2 separate regions of the Rattus norvegicus genome follow, and region 1 is linked to region 2. A link is a contact called in public Hi-C data. All regions are on one chromosome and are shown on one strand. The core of a region is the stretch at or near the end of the contact, and the rest is flanking DNA. Distances in the headings are between cores, read along the strand shown.

Region 1 (6,696 bases), core at 4,095-6,594, 510 kb after region 2:
GCTCTGTCTACTCAGTGTGACCACCGAACAGACCCAGCACACCCTGCTGGTAGTAGGCGCCTGGCTGCCAGCACAGTCCCCATCTACGTACCCTCGTGAACCTTCCCATGCCGTTTCAGCCTGCTGGGGGAGGCAAAGTGCTTCCCACATCCCTCGTGGGTACACCTGGGAAAGAAGCAAGCAAAGTGTTAGCCAGACCCTTTCCATGGAGAATTCTGACATCCTTTCACCACACCAAAGCCCATCTCTTCCCACGCCAAGCCTGTCACCAAAACAAATATTGCAGTCCTAAATACAAAGACAAGTGACGTGGCCAACTTTGGAGCACAAAACACTATTCTGAGAAAGAGTCACATCTTTTGTTTGTGTTATCAAACTAGTTTGTGGGTGCAGAAGTGACTTCAAGAGGCTGTCTGACTTGGTTTACACTGGACCAGACAGAGAGCTGTTGTCTGTAGTCTGCCCAATATGCTGCATACGGTCAGATGAGAACACAGCACGAGCTGGGGACCAGCACCAGAAAAACACGAAATGTACACAAGTCGGTGTGCAGCGCCCCAGGCACCAGCACAGACAGGCCACAGGCCTGTGGGTGAGACCACACTGTCACACAGCGCCAAAAGGTAGCCTGTGGGAGCCAGGGGCAAGGCCCCATCAGCCCAACTGTGCAGGGAGACACTGCCCAGCAGGCAGGCAGCCCCACCCCCACCCTGTCCTTGTGAGTGCTCAGGAATCCCTCAGGCCCATTACTTCTGTTCTACAGTAAGAAAATAAAAGTCCCAATGACTTCGTGCCATAAACCTGAACCGGCAGCTCCTCACCTCCCTTCAAGCTTAACCACGACTACAGGCTCGCACAGCTGACTCCCACACATGCAAAATGGATGTTAGAGAAACAATGGAACTTTTCAAGTCCCCGTGGGCACACACAAGCGCCTCCCCGGGGATCCTGATCTCTACTTTCCACTCTGAATTCTAGAGTGCTGGCAAAGCACCGACCTGAAGAGTGGCTCATTTGTGTGCTGGCACTGATGGGTTCTCAGCTGCTGGTGCTTCTTAAAGGCCTTCTTGCAACCTTCAAAATTGCACTGTTAAAAAAAAAAAATAAATGCATGGTTTAGTACAGGAGAGGATCAACAGTTGCTGAAGTCCTTTCGAGGGCTGGAGAGATGGCTCAGTGGTTAGGAACACTGGCTTCTCTTGTGCAGCATCCATGTGGTGGCTCACAACCTTCTCTAACTCCAGTTCCACAGGACCTGACACCCTCTTCTGACCTCCACAGGCACCAAACATGCATATGGTATACAGACACATATGCAGGCAAACACTTGCACATAAAGTATAAACCTTTTTAAAATCAAACAATAAAGTCTCTGGATTGAAGTATCTCAGGGAATATAAACTTTCATCCACTTAGTCTCCGTGAAAATGCTTCATCCCAAGAAGCTTAAAGAGCAGCAACATTCAGAAAAGCTTGTGCTGGGGTGGTCACCAACAAGTCACGTGAATGTGCCCCAAGTCAGTTTGCAAAGTGACAACTTGAACAATGAGGACAGCCAATGCTTGTCTTATATATCCAGCAAGATAAAACTCACTTTGGTAGTGAATGTAAAAACAGAAAGCTGAAACACATCAAGCCATACTCACCACATACTGTTTTTGTGGATTTTCATGTTTGCGTTCAATGTGTTTCTTCAAGTTTGACTTTGTGCTGAATTTCTGATTACAGCCATTATCTGCACAACTGCAAGAGAGTATATGAAGCAATACATAACACACCGTGGGGAGAGACATTAGGGGGCTGGAGAGATGGCTCGATGGCTAACACCCTGGCTGTTCTTGGAAAGGGCCTGGGCACCAGAGTTCTGGGCACCCACATGGTGACCTGTAACCATCTAACTCCAGTTCCAGGGGACCTGATGCCCTCTTCTGGTCTCCACAAGTACAGGGCACAAATGACACACATGAACATGTGTATAATGGGGGTGGGGAGCAGACGACACCACCAAAACTGATAGTCCCAAGCACCAAAGCATGTCACACAGGCCTGCTTGGATGGAGTCTACAATGGATGCTTTGCTTCTACACTGGGCAAAAGCGTACTGGGCTAGCCAGCCGCCCCCATACACTGGCAAAGGGAGGGGAACCCTGGCCTCAGAGGCCTGAAGATTGCTCGGGCTCCTTTAAGTTAGAATCTAATAACCTTCCTTTTGTGAGAAATGTCATCATAAGCTGCATTTTCAACTGAGAGCCTGACTCCAGTTCTGTCATCACCCGTACAACATGTACTTGGCACAGGATCATGAGCCACTTGTCCCCTCTTGGATGTCAACAGACCACTCCAGTTCGTTCCACTTGAGTTAGAACCTTGGCCTTGAAAGAGTTTTGCCCCTTGTGAAGATGTCATGGCCCTGGGCAACCAACCGGGTCTTCTCATTGCATGAGAAGACTCTCCTTACACACCGTGCACCTGGGCAAAGGGGTCCAGAGATGCGAAGGCACAATGGGAAGACGGCGTGCAGAGACCCCAGAGCACATGGGAGAGCTGCTATGTACCTCTGCCCCTGCAAACAGAGGTGGCCTCATGGTGCCTAAAATGCACACAACACGGGTTGGGGATTTAGCTCAGTGGTAGAGTGCTTGCCTAGGAAGCGCAAGGCCCTGGGTTCGGTCCCCAGCTCCGAAAAAAAGAACCAAAAAAAAAAAAAAAAAAAAAATGCACACAACACATCTCTTGCCCTCCTTGACACAGCAAGACCCTAAACAGGGTTGAAGCCCTAAGATGAGAATGGGACCCAGAGACCAATTTGGAGCCCAGATCCCTAAGGAGCCTGGAGTACCCCACACCTTTCAACTCCACTTCTGAATTCCAGTCAGGACACAAGCCAATGCGTAAGCATCTAACACAGGCATGTAAACACAAGCCCAGGGCAGAACAGGGTCACAAGTTCTGGCAGGCACCAAACGGCAGGGGCAGAGGCAGGGGCAAGGGTAGGGACAAGAAGTATTGTTGCTAAGCAAAGCCACACCAGTGTCATGTCTGGGAGCCAAGCATAAAGGGGAAGGTAAGAGAACAGCAGAGGCCACTCGATGACACAGTAAGGGATATGACCACTGTCATAAAGTCACCTGCCTGTGACAAGAGAGAGCCAGTCTGAGCCACAGACAACACTTTTGAAGATCAAACGCAGGCTGTCAAGCGTGGTGGCAAGTACTTTTACCCGCTAAGCCATCTCACCAGCCCACCCTCTGTCCTTCCTCCTAAGAATCAGCCATCATCCTGCCGGGGCTACACGACACAACCTACTCCCGTGGCCAGTCAGCCCCTACTCACACAAATGGCTTTTCTCCGGTGTGAATCAGGATGTGTCGACTCAGATGGTAGTCCCTGATGAAGGCTTTGCCACAGCCCTCATAGTCACAAACGAACGGCCTCTAGCAGAAAGAAAAGGGGAGGAAAGGAAGTGTTTACTTTTTTAAAGTTATTTCTGTGGGGAGGGGGACATGTTTGTACCACTGCATTCTTGTGGAGGTCAGAGGACAGCTTCCTGGAGTTCTTTCCTTCTACACTTTGGGTTCCAGGAATCCAGTTAAGGTCCTCAGGTCTGGTCCCTCCCCACTGAGCCATCTCATCAGCTCTATGTTGTTAAAAGTCTGATTTGTGGCAGGCAACACCAGACACTTCCTTCCAGGGACGTGTCCATTCAGAAAGATGCCTGCCGCACTTGGGCAGGACTTAATTCTGCTGCACCGAGTTCCACATCAAAAAACGCCCCATCTTTTCACGAGTCACCATAGCACACAGATTATTATTGTTCTGTGGATGGACAGCATCTGACAGGCAGGTAGGTTAGCTTGCTCCTTTGGGACACAGGCTTCCCCAGGAGACCCCTTCTCAAGTTTGATTTGACATGAGCCCAGATAGCCTGTCTGCGCATCTCTCTGCCATAATACCATTTTACCACCAAGGAGGAGAGGCAGAAGAAGGAGCAGGCTGTGTCTCATCACAGGTGACCTCTGTGTCTACAGTAAGAGAGATCAGGCACAAAGACAGGAAAATGTGTCACAGCTGAAAAAGCTCATAGGTGCAAAGGTAAACGAAGGAAACATCTCCCAGCCCTAACTGCGATCTCCAATTTGGCTCCCAGATGTGGGGGAGGGGATGCTGTCATGAAACCCACAGTAAAGCTACAGCATATCCCAACATCCAATTGGATATTTCCTAACTATGGGAATACTCTGAGATCCAAGACTTTCATCACAGTACTAGACTGCCAGTGGACAGGAAGACGTAAGTGAGCCGCACTGCTCAGCATAAAGTCAAAGAACCTTGTTCAGATCCAGTCCTACAGTAGGACCCGTACTAGTCAAATTATTGTCCAATCTGGAACAATAAACACAACTTCAAAGCCAGGTGTGGTGGTGCACGCCTTAAATACTAGCACTTAGGAGGCAGAGACAAGCGGACCTCTTGAGTTGGAGACCAGTCCGGCCTACAAAGTGAGTTCCAGAACAGCCAGGGCTACACAGAGAAACCCTGTCTCAATAATGATAATGATGACAAACCGTAACTTTAATTGTCCAACCAAAGAACAGCATTCTGGTCTAAAATGCAAGCTCTAACTCGGACACAGGGACAAAGAAAGGCCAAAATGTAGGAAGAGAATGTTCAAGGAGAAACGGGGGTAAAGTCACAAAGATGTTATGATGACAGTGGGTTGGCAAGTCTGCCAAGAGAAAGAAACCAAGGTGCATAAAACAAAATAGAGGAGCCAGGGGAAAGGGCCAAACAGGAAGGCTTTTCCTGTTCACTCTAACCCACATAGCCTTGGTACTTGACCAAAGCCCGCCTGCAATTGAAAGGGTGCACACTTGTTGCTTGCAAGAAACCCTGACGTCCTAGACCTCAGTCTTTGCTGAGCACCTGCCCCGGCCAAGTCCAGGACCCAACCTCTGCGCCAGGCTCCACCATGCACACCCGCGGCCAGGTTACCTCCCCCGTGTGCTTGCAGAGGTGCGCGTCTAGCTTCCAGGCTTTGTTGTAACTAGCGCTGCAGTCAGGAAAGGAGCAGATGAACCTGCTGGGGAGCGCGGGGCGCGGCGGGGCGGGGCCCACACAGGCCCGAACGAACGCGTCCGCGATGGTCAGGGACGACACCGCTTCCGCGACCGAGACCCGCGGCTCCAGGGCGACGCAACTGCGCCCGGGCCGAGGCGGGGCAGCCACGTGCTGTCCCCGGAACGCGGGACACAAGCTACCGGCGCCCAGAGACCCGACACTTCCGGGAACGCGGCCCGCAAAGGCGCCAGGTCCCGCCCATTAAACCCCATGCGCCAGGATTGCGCATGCCCTGAGAGGCTCGGTCGCGTAGCCTGGCCGCACATGCGCATCAAGGACTCTTCGACTGAGCCGGGCAGCCAGGCTCTGGTCTCCTGGTTCGTGTCTTAGGGAAACAGGAAGCGCTGCTTAAACGTCCCAAATATTAACCCGACATGACTTAAGGTGGCCTGTTCTTCACATTCCAGTTTTGCCCTCTGCATCCTGACACAAGCCTCAGAACGTAGTGGAACCCAAGCTTGTCTGCTCCTTCGAGTCACGTGGAAATTTTTCAAAATTCCAAAGCCCAGAACTTAACCCGGACCAATTAAACCTTAATTTCTGACGTCAGTTGTGTTGGTTGTTGTTTTGTCAACTTTCTCTTTGTGTCACTGAGTCCTTAGTGTTTGGGGGTATTTTTAGCTGTGGGATTTCCACTTTTCCCTCAGCCTGATTTAACCTCCATAATGGCAGAGACTGAAAAATAACCTCTGTGAATCCTTCCTTAAAAAGTGGTGTGCAGGGGTTGGGGATTTAGCTCAATGGTAGAGCGCTTGCCTAGCAAGCGTAAGGCCCTGGGTTCGGTCCCCAGCTCCGGAAAAAAAGAAAAGAAAAAAAAAGTGCTGTGCATCTATGAAGGGCTGAACCGGTCTTACTGTTAGTGGATGAAGATAACCATGGGAAATCTTTAAGCTTTTTTGGCTAATGGATATCTTTACTGCAGAAGGTTTGAATGTACTTAATTCCCTCGCGTCAAAGCAATTCAAATGAAAAAGGACTGAACAGAGGGCTACAGGGGTCTCAGCACTTGTTGACAGGTCATTGTTGTTGGGTTCGCATGCTTATGCCCCATGCGCATGTGCAGATTGCTGACTGTCTCTTTCTTCTTTCCGGTCCCTCTTCCCTTTCTCGCTTTCTTGTCCGCTCTACTCCATCAGCGGACACTCTTTTCCAGCTCCAGTCTTCTGTTTCTCCTTTTCTCTGAACATCAGCTTCTAGAAGATTCTGAGGTCCTTCCCCTGTGACTCTTGTTTTCCAAGGACTTTGGTCTCAGTCAAGCAGCCTGGACTTTACATAATTTTTTTCTCCTCTTAGTTAATAACCTTGGTTAGACAATATTTGGCTCAGCTAGGATTCAGGCTCTTTCCAGACCCAAACATACCAATCCCAGGGTTGGGGGTTGGGTTGGGGGATGGGGAGGAGGATTGTGAGTCTTAAGTGTCAAAGCTAAAGATGAACCCAGACAGAACTAGCTTTAATCCCACAATGGAGGCAGAAACAGGTGAATCTCTGAATTCAAAGCCAGCTTGGTCTACAGAATGAATTCCAGGACATCCAAGGCTACACAAAGAAACCCTGTCTCCTGTTTATTCCACCAAG
Region 2 (7,587 bases), core at 1,370-3,869:
CTAACTCTACTGCCTACCAAGTTCATGACTAACATCTTCTATAGTTATTGTTTTACACACACATGCATAAACATGCACACACACACATACACACAGACACACACAGACACACACATACACATACACACATACATATACATACAAACACATAAACACACATATACACATATACACATACATACACATATACACATACACATACACACATACCATACACACATACACACATATACATAAATGCACACGCACACAGACACACCACACACACAGGCACAAACATACACATACATACGCACATACACATACACACATACACACCACACACATGCACACACCCAATTGACCCATTTAGTGTTGTTCTTATGAACATGTGTTTAGGGCTGACCACTTGGGATTGAATAGCCTAACACGGGGCTTCTCCACTGAATGCTGAAGACCTATCACGGGGCTCTCCATCGAGTACTGATTCTCTTTCTCTCAGCAGGCCTTGATTGCCTTTACACATAATCAAAATGCAGAGACTAGGAGACTGTAGTGTGCCCAGCCCCAACTGGAACCTCTACAGTGCAATCCCTACACTCAAGGCACGGAAAGACTTTAAGAGCCGGGTGGGGGGTGGGGATGGAGGAATGGGGGCAGGCCATATGAAGGGGGACAGGGAGGAGGGAGGGGGGATGCGATGCGGATATAAAGTGAATAATTAAAACTGTCTGTAACAGGGGTTGGGGATTTAGCTCAGTGGTAGAGCGCTTGCCTAGGAAGCGCAAGGCCCTGGGTTCGGTCCCCAGCTCCGAAACAAAAAAAAAGAGCCAAAAAAAAAACAAAACAAAAAAAAAAAAACCTCCTGTCTGTAACATACCTACATGAGGCAAAACACCAGTGCATATAAAAGAATAAATTATTAAAAAATAATAAATACGTTAATGGGGGGTTGGGGGGGTGGCCGAGAGGACCAGAATGCCTGCTGCTAGAGAGTGCCTTCTAGACAGGAAAGTTTCACCCATCTAATCTCAACAACATGGTTGCCTAGACCTGTATAAAGATACCACCGGCTGACATGCCAGTGTGAATAGGTGAAAGTTCACAAGGTTTCACTCCTCTTTAACATCCTTTAGGAGGAGGGTGTGGCCTGCGGACTAGGGCGACCCCTTCTAGCCGTGCTTTATATTGATTGCACCAGCAGGGGGCGCCCGAGGACTACCGTTTCTAAACAGAGTGTCAAACACCAGGTTTGACCTGTTACTTACTGCCCCTTGGTACCTAGAAAGGCAAACACTGGGCGAAAGGAAAACAAGCCCTCTTTTGGAGATAATTTATCCAGAGTGCGATCGTTTCTGGACTCACGGTGACGAGGGTTTTCCATGCTTGGTCCTAGTCCCACACCAACTCCTGAGATCAGAGCCCCTCTCCTTCCTAGGGCAGTGGGTGCCTTTCTTTGTGACACCTCCCCCTACTCTACCCTCTTGCCCTGGTCTTTCTAATCTTTTCTAGGCGGTTCCTCGTGAAGAACACCACCAGTAACAGCCTTAGCTGAACTCTGCTGCAGTGCTAAATCACTCACCAAACCCATTCTAGGGGAGGAAAAGGTTTATTTCAGCTTATAACTTCTAGGCTGTTGTTGAAGAAGAAGTCAAGGATGAGAACCTCGAGGTAGATTGACTCTCTCTTCTTGGGCACCTACCCTCAGGTGTGTACACATACACAATACACCTTTTTTTTTTTTTTTTAAACAAAAGAAGATAGCACATTCCACCAGAGGCACCTCTCCTGGCCTCGTTTACACTAAGTGTACGTTGTGTTAAGCATTTAGGGTTCAAAGAAAGATTAAAACATGGGACCTGGGCTGGAGAGATGGCTCAGGGATTAAGAGCACTGACTGCTCTTCCAGAGGTCCTGAGTTCAAATCCCAGCAACCACATGATGGCTCACAACCATCTGTAATGGGATCTGTGTGTGTAATTGTATACAAAAATAAATAAATCTTCAAAAAAAAAACCAAAAAAAAAAAACAAAAAAAAAAAAAACATGGGACCTATGCTCTAGAGGCACGGCCAACGACAGATGAGAAATCAACTTCCAAATAGGTGGCCCTGTAACCTGTCTGGATTACCAGGAAAACTTCCCCAGGAGCAACTGAATAGAGTCTGGTTCTATTCCCAGCATCTGCATGGTAACTCTCGACTACCTGTAACTCCAACGTAGCCCAAACCTCTTCCAGCCTCTGCGGGCCTCAGGTCTGCGTGTGGTACACAGATTACAAGCAAGACATAACAGTCATGTTCACAAGATAAGATGTCGGTGACACCAAGTGGCTGTCTCATTAAATATGGCCATAGCTGGCTCTTACTAGAGCAGTGCCTCTGGTGGAGACGTTCGTTCTGCAGAAGTCTCTGCTCTCTTGATCGCAACCATAAGCCCAGGTGGGATATAGCTCAGTGATTGGGTGCTTCTTCAGCACACGTGAGACCCTGGATTCTGTCTCCAGCGTATTACCCCCTACAACCCCCAAAACACTTAAACCTGTGTTTACTCGCTGCAGGAACATTCTGGATAAGCTCCTCCCAGAGGTATTTAAACCAGAGTCAGCTGCCCTTGCACAAGGTCAGCTGTGTCTTCAGCAAATACAACCCATGAGGAGGAGTTAGCGTCGCTCCTGCAGACTCCCCCCAGGCAGGGCAAACAGTGCCTCCAGTCCAGGTGTCAGACATGGACATGAAGAAGGTCAACTCCTTGGACTTCACTGAATTTGTGAGTGTGTTTAGGAACGTCGTTGAAAGATGTCCTCTGGTCGCAGCTGCCGTCTGGTCCCACCGTCCTTTCTCTGGCTTGGAAGACTTAGAAAATCACTTTTTTGCTTTTATCGATGCTCTCCCAAAATCAGGTAAGATGTGCATGAAGTCGTTTCCAATAGGGTATGTAAAAGTATTTTAGATTACGTTAGCTGACTTACTCAATTATCTACTGGGTTTTTGGAAGGGTCAGGAGATATCCTTTCAACTGCTGGGCTCTTGAAGGTGGACACAAGAATGTGAGGGACAAGATAAGATGGTCGACGGCAGTGGAGGCGGGGGGTGTGTGTGTGTGTGCATTGCAGTCTCTGAGTTGGAGTCCAGCCTGATCTAGAGCGAGTTCCAGGACAGCCAGGGCTACTGGAGGTCACAGGAACGGGGCGAAGGCCTTGGTGAGTCAGAAGCTAAAGGTCCACTTTGGCAATGCTCTAGATGAAAGAGGGTAGTGAGAATATCCCAGCACCCCAGAGAGGAATGGAGACCCTGAATGGTTTTTATCAAAAGGGGGGGGGGGCAGCAGTTTGGACCAGACAAGGAAAGATCCCAAGACTCTTCGCAGAAAGAAGAAACGTTGAAGCAAAGCGATGTTTTCTGGGGAGAATGAGCGAGAACTGAGGCGTATTGGTCCGTGGGGCGAAGAGGAGGCAGAAGTTTATACTGGGTGGCACAGAGGCCAGAGGTCCAAAGGTACACAGTCCCTGCTCAAAGCCTACTCTGGCTTCAGAGAATAAGTCTGACATGCCCTTGGGGAACAAAGACAGGGGCAGGGGGTCCCCTATCCTTGAGACTTGACTTTAAGCAGGACCTGTGGTCTCCTGACAGAGCAGGCACTCACAGCTGTGTTCAATATGGCTATGATGACATCTTGTGGCTTCTGGATGTCCTCCTATGAGGACTTACCTAAGAAGACCAGAGGGCAAGGTTATGAAATCAAACTGAGGACTGAGGAGGTGGCTCAACAGTTAGGAGCACTGGCTGCCCTTCCAGAGGACCAGAGATCAATTTTAAGCACCCACATAGATACTCAACAAAGAAAGGCCTCCAACTCCAGGATCTGAGCTCGCGCTATGACCCGCCCCTAAACACCAAGGACACATGTGGGGCATAGACATACATGCAACCAAAACACTCAAACATATGAATTTTAAGTGTGTGCGTGTGTGTGAAACCAAAGCCCAGCATAGTGGCCTCGCCTGTGCTCAGGAGGCTAAAATAGAAAGATCCTTATGAGTTGTTTGAGGACATCTACAGTGACAGTCTCGGCAAATAAGCAACTGTACCAACATCAAATTGACAGAAGTGGGGGCTGGAGAGATGGCTCAGTGGTTAGAGCACTGACTGCTCTTCCAGAGGTCCTGAGTTCAATTCCCAGCAACCACATGGTGGCTCACAACCATCTATAAAGAGATCTGATGCCCTCTTCTGATGTATCTGAAGACAGCTACAGTGTACTTATATATAATAAATGAATAAATCTTTTAAAAAAATTGACAGAAGTGTGGGGCACATCGTGACAGTCGCCCACTGCTGAGTTTCTCCAATGGGGCAGAACTGACGAGGCAAGGTAAATGTCAGAGAGTCTCCCTCACCTGTGACTCACAAAACACCCTGGCCAGGTGAATTCACCAGGTGACTCTGGCTTTACAGCCTGAGGCCCACAAGTGAGCTGGAAAAAGAAAAGGCCCATGACAGCCTGTATCCATTTGCTTTCTGTCGCTGGGGTAAAACCTTGACTGAGGCATCTGATAGAGAAATGAGTTTATTTGGACAGACCGATGCAGGGAGATGTGTCCACACGGCAGGGAAGCAGAAGGCGAGGCTCTTGAAGCAGCAGGCTAAGAGCTTACATCTTGAATCACAAGCACAAAGCAGAGGAGGGGGACACTGAAAATAATCTGTTTTTAAACTCTCTGGCCCCCAGTGACATACTCTCTCTACCTGGGCCATGGCTCCTAAACAAGTGTCTTCTCAACCTGAGGGTCATGACCCCCATGGGGGGGCACGTGTCAGAGATCTGCATATTACCTACTTACGTGATTCCTAACAGTAGCAAATTCTAGCTATGAAGCAGCTACAAAACAATGTTCTGGCTGGGGGCCGCCACGACCTGAGGAACTGCTTTAAAGGATTGCAGCGTTAGGAAGGTTGAGAACCATTGGGCTAAACCTTTTCAAATAAGTGCCAGCAACTGGGAAGCTAGTAGTCAACGCATAAGTCTACAGGGAACATTCTCGTTCAAACCCCCACATCTGATAGCAAAGGGAATGAAGACTTTAATGAGGTTTTGGTTATATGACGTGTGTGTGTTTGCCTGCAATCAACTCAAGATCTTGCTTATGCTGGGCACTGCCACTGAGCTGTATTCAGTCTTTCACACAATGTTTCTAGCGGAGGGGGGGAGGGGGAGGGGAGGAGGAGGCCGCCACCTATACGGTGACCCCTTCTAGCCTAGCCCTGCTTTATGGTGATTACGCCAGCAGGGGGCGCCCGAGCACCACCGTTTCTAAACAGAGTGTCAAACACCAGGTTTGACTTGTAACTGCCCCTTGGTACCTAGAAAGGCAAACACTGGGCGAAAGGAAAACAAGCCCTCTTTTGGAGGTGATATATTTCTTTTGAAGGGGGGAGGAGGGGGCAAGGAGGAGGAGGGGGAAGGAGGAGGAGGGGAGAAGAAGGGGGAGGAGGGGGGAGAAGGGGAAGGAGGAAGAGCGGGAGGAGACCTCAATGTATTTGAAGGGTCATTTTTAAAACGATGAATCCTTAATGGGTAGTGGTGGTATACATTTGGGAGACAGAGGCAGGTGGGATCTCTGAGTTTGAGACCAACCTGTTTTGCAGACTGAGTTCCAGGACAGCCAGGGCTCTACACAGTGAAACCTCATCTATGTGTGTGGGGTGCACACATAGGCTGGTCTCTAGTGAGTTCAAAGTATGGTCTACCGAGTGAGTTTGAGACCAACCTGTTTTGCAGACTGAGTTCCAGGACAGCCAGGGCTCTACACAGTGAAACCTCATCTATGTGTGTGGGGTGCACACATAGGCTGGTCTCTAGTGAGTTCAAAGTATGGTCTACCGAGTGAGTTTGAGACCAACCTGTTTTGCAGACTGAGTTCCAGGACAGCCAGGGCTCTACACAGTGAAACCTCATCTATGTGTGTGGGGTGCACACATAGGCTGGTCTCTAGTGAGTTCAAAGTATGGTCTACCGAGTGAGTTCCAAAACAGCCAGGGCTACACAGAAAAACCCTGTCTCACAAAACTAAATAAAAAATAAAAAGGAAAGGAAGGAAGGAGGAAAGAAAGAAAGAAAGAAAGAAAGAAAGAAAGAAAGAGTGACCCAAAGACATGCCCACAGGTCAAGCCGGCAGAAGCAATTCTTCAGCTGAAGTTTCCTCTTCACAAATGACTTTCTTTGGTTTGTGTTAATAGATAAAACAGGGGGTTGGGGATTTAGCTCAGTGGTAGAGTGCTTGCCTAGGAAGCGCAAGGCCCTGGGTTCGGTCCCCAGCTCCGAAAAAAAGAACCAAAAAAAAAAAATAGATAAAACAGGAACCAGCACGTGTGCATGCACGTGTATATGTGTGTTTTGTGTGTGTGTGAGTTGTGTGTGTGTTGTATGTGTGTGTTTTGTGTGTGATTGTGACTTGTCAATATTCCTGAGAAAGGATTTGTTTGGATTATCTAAACAAACAAACAAACAGACAGACAGACAGACTTTCTAGCCAGACGGGGATGCCTCATACTTTTAATCCAAGCACTTAGAAAACAGAGGCAGGCAGATCTCTGTGAGTTTGAGGCCACCCTGGTATACAGAACGAGTTCTAGGACAGCCTGGGCTACACACGGAAACCCTGTCTTGCAAAACAGAAACAAAAACTTCTTCCTTTCACAGAACGGAAAATTGAATGTTTGGAGTAAAAGGGGAGCTGACCTTCCATTTAGGGTAAGCTATGATGTTTAGTGACCAGTAGATGGCAGTACAGGATTAACATTGGGCTCAAGCACTGCCTAAAACTCCAGCTGGTGATTCTCACAATTCCGGGAAAGGAAGAAAGGTTGAGACTCAGGACTGATTTGTGTCCAAAGTCAAAGACTAGGTTGGAGAAACAAAACAGTAAGTACACCCGGAGGGCCAGCAGTACAAGATGCTGCGTTCCATCTGCAAACCAACAGCAATAAAACCTCTCTCTCCCTCTCCTTCACTCCCCCCTCCCCCCCCATTTCTCTATCTTCCTTTCTGGTTCCTTGTCTCTTCAACTGTGTCTCTCTGTCTCTGCTTGTGTCTCTCTCTTCACCCTCTGACTCTCTGTCTTTGTCGCTAGCAAACACACACACACCCACACCCGCACCAGGTAGGTAGGGGTGTGTGTGTGTGCGCGCGCGTGCGTGTGCGTGTCTGCGTGTGTGTGCGCGTGCGTGTTAGTCTGGACTACCCACCCAAGTGAAGATGCTGAGTGTGTCTGTGGAACACAGAAAAGGAACATGGCGGATGCTAAGAACAAAGAGATCTCAGTGCCCTGAAAGCAGATTTCATGACTGCCTTGGGGTGTGGCTCAGGGTAAGAGTGTGTGCGGAACAAGTAGGAGACCCTGAGTGTCCCTGACACAAGAGCACATGTGTGCATACACACTCACACAGACACACACACACACACACGAGAGAGGTGGGGGCCTTGGCTAAGATGCATGAAACCCTGGGTTTGATTCCCAGCACACAGCATAATCCAGAGACAACGGCGCATGCCTGTTCCCCAAGCATTTGGAGGCAGAGGCAAGATGGCCGCCCTCAGCCCTGTAAT

Evidence for each region. A called contact is a pair of places that touch in the nucleus more often than the background predicts.
Region 1: a contact with region 2 is called in a Hi-C map of liver, with 4 times the contacts expected there. The contact joins the promoter of Gtf3a here to the promoter of Urad in region 2. A contact is called at or near these places in 8 of 12 Hi-C or Micro-C datasets (the A7r5 cell line, the Rat2 cell line, Schwann cells and 5 more).

The regions. Positions count from the first base shown.
Region 1 is chr12:13,253,243-13,259,938 of GRCr8, forward strand. Gtf3a (general transcription factor III A) reads right to left here and starts at 5,345. Exons shown (of 9, transcript NM_001113570.1): 1 at 4,993-5,345; 2 at 3,334-3,434; 3 at 1,647-1,743; 4 at 999-1,087; 5 at 92-165. The coding sequence starts at 5,187.
Region 2 is chr12:12,742,769-12,750,355 of GRCr8, forward strand. Urad (ureidoimidazoline (2-oxo-4-hydroxy-4-carboxy-5-) decarboxylase) reads left to right here and starts at 2,620. Exons shown (of 2, transcript NM_001398881.1): 1 at 2,620-2,881. The coding sequence starts at 2,707.